2 separate regions of the Dromaius novaehollandiae genome follow, and region 1 is linked to region 2. A link is a contact called in public Hi-C data. All regions are on one chromosome and are shown on one strand. Each heading gives the region's core, a stretch centred on a gene start, on an enhancer-like site or on the middle of the called end of the contact. The rest is flanking DNA. Distances are from core to core; before and after follow the strand shown.

What was found. A called contact is a pair of places that touch in the nucleus more often than the background predicts.
Region 1: a Hi-C map of liver shows a contact between it and region 2, with 4 times the contacts expected there. The contact joins the enhancer-like site here to the promoter of CCN2 in region 2. A contact is called at or near these places in 2 of 4 Hi-C or Micro-C datasets (liver and ovary).

What each region holds. Positions count from the first base shown.
Region 1 is chr3:62,084,968-62,087,667 of bDroNov1.hap1, reverse strand. No RefSeq gene overlaps it. Among named protein-coding and RNA genes, the nearest start is that of CCN2, 110 kb to the right of the region's middle. Within about 2 kb of position 1,302, at least 2 of the 2 cell types and tissues checked have open chromatin away from gene starts, as enhancers often do.
Region 2 is chr3:61,973,276-61,975,975 of bDroNov1.hap1, reverse strand. CCN2 (cellular communication network factor 2) reads left to right here and starts at 1,405. Exons shown (of 5, transcript XM_064508986.1): 1 at 1,405-1,745; 2 at 1,871-2,093; 3 at 2,207-2,458; 4 at 2,686-2,700. The coding sequence starts at 1,695.

The DNA.
Region 1 (2,700 bases), core at 53-2,552, 110 kb before region 2:
TATGATTTGAGAAAAATGTGGGGGAAAAAAACCTTGTAATTCTGCATTCAACTTCAAAAACAAATATCAGTTCCTACATTCAGCTTGCATTTCATAGAAAATCAATCAAGCCTCACAGAAAAGAAATAATGGAAAAGATCGTTATATTCAAATATCCACTAATAGGCAATTTCAGAATGTTTAGTAAGCCTTAGAATAAGAAATTACTGCTGATTAACTTCATAAATTCTGTGAGGATCAGCTGAATTGTGATAGGTAATATTGAAAAGAATTGCATAGATTGGGAGTGTATCTCCTTCACATTTACTCCTATACATTTGAGAGTAGCTGAAGTACACTCTTTTACCTGCTAGAACTAGACAGAGGTTTTGGTTGAATTTGTGAGTTGCTTTGGCAACAGCTAAAACAGTGGTTTTATCAATAAATTTAAAACCTGTGAACAGTTTTGCCCTGCGTAGGTCTTTGGGGTATCTTGGATGTGTACTGAATGGAGGGAACATAAGTTGACCCTCTCTGGCTTGGGATGCTACTGTTGGTTAAGCACTCCTGTGATGCTCTAAAGTATCTGGGGCAGAAGTAGCTCCCCAGAAAACCTTCAAACTGAGTACAGCCACTCCATATCCTGCCCTGAGAGCAGCTCTGGCAGAAACATGAGTCAGAGACATCTGCTCAATATCCTCAACTCCATAACATCCCCTCAGTCAATTCTTTTTAAAGCAAGGTAGAAAGAGCTCTTCTGGAGTTTCTGAAGAAGAAGAAAAAGAACTAGCAACTAGCTAGCTGAAGCAGTTAGGGGAGCTATGAGTGTCCCACCAAACAGACCACTAGATGAACAGACTGTTTCCCCATAAGTATTTTAAAGAATATTTTTGTATTTTCATATGTTCTATAAACAATTTTAAATGCAGTGGAGTTCCTGGGGATGAAGGGAAATGTAAGAAGTGAGCTGGGTGGGAGCACAGGATGAGGGAGGATGTGAAAGACGAGCTGTCTGAAATATGAAGATTTTAAGTACTGGCGTGTCTGGTTATTTGAGTGTCCTTAGCAGTCAAATAATGAACCTTCATGTTTTGCCTTTCTGGATCTGGCTTACTTAGAGAAATTTGTAGGCATTAGGGTCTGTCTGGAATTAGTTCCAAGATCTTTTTTTCCCCTTAACATTTTGCAGCTGAGGCAGCCTTGTGAAAAAGAAGCTTTGAAGAGAAACATTACCAAATATGTCTTTTCTCCTGCCCATATCTTCTGTTTCCACAGGAAAGGAAGGCAGACGCAAGCAGACCAATGAAAACGCAGAATATGTTGCCGTCACTGGAAGAGAAAGCAAAGCCCTGCCTGAAGCCCTGTTTGCAAAGAGGAAGCAGCTGAAGGTAACAGTGTTTGTCAATAAAAGGGACGCTGTTGCCTTGACATTTCTGCCTGTTCTGTAAAGGTTTTGCTAAGTGCTTCCTCCCCTCCAGGCCCCTGGCCAGTCCTGGCTGGCCACCTCAGAAGATTGTTTTGCTTCCCTCGGCTGCTCTTTGCAAACTGCAAACAGCAAAGTCTGTCTGTTTTTTCCAGGGGACGCCACTCACACAAGCAGAATAACAGAGCCCTGCGCCTTTTATGCTTCCTGCCAGAGCCTCAGCTGCAAATACAGCCACATAACCTGCTCCTTCCTGTGTGTTTCCAAAGATTTTAGGTAATCATAGCATGAAAGTGGAGCAAGAGCTACTTGTTCCTTTCTGTTATTATTACTATTCTGATACAAAATAAAATTATTAATAATATTTGCACATAAAAGCCTTGAGCAGGTGAAGTCTGCATTGTGCTAAGATGCATAAAATAAAAACCAGTTCTTGCCGCAAATAATTTGCAGTACTGCTCAGTGTTGTCCACTCCAAAAACTTTTTCATGTTATTTTTTCTGAGAGTCCAAGCCTCTGGAGTCATAGCTATTTAAGAGTCCTGACTTATAGGTACTAAAACTCCTCACTCTTTCCTCAAAAGTTGCTCTGTGAGCTTTAAAACAAATGAACCAAGCTTCCTAAGGAATCATTTCCTTTGTCCCTTCACCACCATTCCCTACTATCTTCTCACTCCCCTTTTTCTGTATGCTATGATAGCTATACCAGTTTGAGATAGTATGAGCTATGGTTAGTCCAGAAATGCATAGATGCTGCTTTCTTATCTAATACTTATTCTGACCAAATGGGTAGTGCTGCCAAACAAACCCCATGAAGGCTGAACTCTGCCTACCTCTCCTTCCATGAGGAATTCATCCCGCTTCTTCACTTTTTGACAAACAGACAGGTCAGGCCAGTCACATGATAAGCCATATTCCTTAGGAAACCAGACAAAACTAATTCTAGACCTTTTTCATAGATAGGGAGAAAATCTTGAAATTGTGGCTATTCTGTTTCAGAACAGGAACAGATCTGTATTATTTGGATAGCAGGGTTCTCCTAATGGTTCCCATGTCAACAAGTAAATTCCATTATGAATAAGGAAATATTCTGCTTTTTCTACTGTCCTTTTCATGACATTAAATTGAAATACAGTTGACATCGAGCAACAGGTGAAGTCTTGACCTCCACAGAGAGACAGACGTTGAAGAGGGACATTACATTTTGACAGCCCAAGAACCTGTGTGTAGGGTTTGGACTTGGCTGGTAAGCAACTTTTTGTTGGAGTTAGTAGATGAAGCTGCAGATAGGATGAAGAA
Region 2 (2,700 bases), core at 156-2,655:
CTGTGTACACATATTGCTGCATCATAGTGTGAAAGTATGCATGTGGATGGAGGAGTAGAAAGAAGGGGATTCTGACAGTGGCAGAAAGACTACGTGCAAAAGATTGTATCTGTTAAACATACCCCTCAAATTTCAATTTGCCTAATAAGATGCATTAAGCCTGTCTCTCTCATTAAACGCTGACATACTCCACAGGTCAAAAGCCAAAATGCAGGCATTCCTTGTGTTAAAGCAGAGGTCAAACAACATGACATCACTGAATATTCAAATGACACATGGGGAGGTGGGAGGAAGAACCATCCTTCGGGTTAAAAAAAGAAAACCACAACAGTTATCTGTAATGATTTAATACAAACCACAAAGCTTAGGTTTGGGGTTTGGTCAAATACAAACCACAATGCTTAGGTTTTGGCAGAACAGGGTGACATGCCAAGCTCTTCTTGTTGTAATCTTAGGCTGGATAATCAGCAAGATCAGGAAGCAGGGATGTGCTAAGAATGTGTTGCTCAGAAATGACAGCTGCACACAGGCAGTGGGAAAATAATAGCCATTTCTTCCATGCTTCAGACTCAGTTCTTTGTGCCAAATATTTCAGAGTAAATAGGCACTCTCTCTATTCATAGAGAGCATCTATTAGGAAAGGAACACATTACAAATATTCGGTATGATTCAGTAGTACACAGAGTCAATTTATATCCTGTAGTGTAATTATACCTTTTTTGGTAGTGACAAAATGCTCAGAATATTCATTGCTCAAAATCTGGTACTCCAAGGTGAAAGCCCTGCATGTAGGCAGGAAGGCCAGCCAGCAATCCTCCAAAGATATCAGCAGGCATCAATCCACCTTTGGAAGTTACCAGCATCTTGTACTTTCTAGCCAGGGGAGGGAAGAGGGGGGAGTGAAGAGAAAAAGGCAAAAAAAGGAAGAAAGAAAGAAAGAAAAATAAAGAATTCCCATGGTCCTTCCTAGCAACCATCCCCACCACCTCCCTCACCCCCTTCCCTCGCTGCAACCGGCTGCCTGTCACAGCACTAACGGCGTGTGCTAAATCGCACCCACCATCGGCCCGAATTTGTTTAGAAAAATAATTCAATATCGAGGAACAGGCTCCCCTCTAAGGGAGGGAAGGGGGGAGCAAAGAGCCGCCGGCAGCGGTGAGTCATATGCAAAAAAAAAAAAGATGATTAAAAAAATAAATAAAAAAGCGCCGGGGCGGGGGGGGGGATGCCGGGGCGAGCGGGGAGCAGCGCCGTGCCTGCGCGCCAGGCCGCGCAGACGGCAGGAATGCGGGAGGCAGGGGTCAGGGCCGCTGGGGGCGGCGCGGCGCGGGGCGGGGCGGCGCGGCGCGGCGCGCAGGAATGCGCGGAATGTCGCTGTTTGTCCGCGGCCCCATTGAGCCCATTGGCGAGCCCGCGCCGCCGCCGCGTATAAAGCGGCGCCCGCCCCGGCGCTCCGCAGTCAGCCGCACCGCCACTCTCCCGCCGCGCCGCACCGGGAGCAGCAGCAGCAGCAGCAGCAGCAGCAGCAGCGACAGCGACAGCGACAGCGTCAGCAGCAGCGCCGACCCCCGCCCGCCCCGCCGACGGACACCGCGCAGCGCCGCCGAGGAGAAGCGCCCGGCCGGCACCTCGCCTCGTCTCACCTCGGCTCAGCCCTCCGCCGCCGTCCGCCCGCAGCCCTCCGCCGCCGCGGCATGGCCCCCGCCAGCTTCGCCGTCGCCCTCCTCCTCGCCCTCCTCAGCCCGGTAAGTGCCCGCCCGGCCCCGGCCCGCCGGGCACGGCCCCGGCCCCGGCCCCGGCCCCGGCCCCGGCCCGCCGGGCACGGCGGCGCCGCTGACGCCGGCCCTCTCTGTCCCCCTCGCCGCCGCAGGAGGCGCGGAGCCAGGAGTGCGGAGGGCAGTGCCAGTGCGGCCCCGGGCCCGGCCCCGTCTGCCCCGCCGGCGTCTCCCTGGTGCCCGACGGCTGCGGCTGCTGCCGCGTCTGCGCCAAGCAGCTGGGCGAGCTCTGCACCGAGCGCGACCCCTGCGACCATCACAAGGGGCTCTTCTGCGACTTCGGCTCCCCCGCCAATCGCCGCATCGGCGTCTGCACCGGTGAGTGGGGGCCCGGGGGCGCGGGGGCCGCGGGAGCGGGGTGCCCGAGGGGCCGCTCCGCGCCGCACTGCCCCCCAGCGCTGCCACCTCACGCTGCCCTCCTGCCCTCGCAGCTCGCGACGGCGCCCCGTGCGTCTTCGGCGGCATGGTGTACCGGAGCGGCGAGTCCTTCCAGAGCAGCTGCAAGTACCAGTGCACCTGCCTCGATGGGGCGGTGGGCTGCGTGCCCCTCTGCAGCATGGACGTCCGCCTGCCCAGCCCCGACTGCCCCCACCCGCGGAGGGTGAAGCTCCCCGGCAAGTGCTGCGAGGAGTGGGTGTGTGATGAGGCCAAGGAGCAGACCGCCGTGGGACCCGCACTCGCTGGTGAGTGGGGATCCTTCCACACATGGCAGGTGGGACAGGCACCCTGCAGGGAAGACGATGGTAGTCAGGCTGGCTGACACGGGGAGGGAGGGGTGCAGCAGGAGCATGGTAGTGAGTGGGGGCATCCCAAAGGTAACTGTTGCTGCCTGAATTTCTCCAGAAAGGGAAGAGGGCCTTTAGCAGGGTAGGAGTGCAGATGGTGATCTCATCCTGTGTGTCCTCTGCAGCTTACAGGCTGGAAG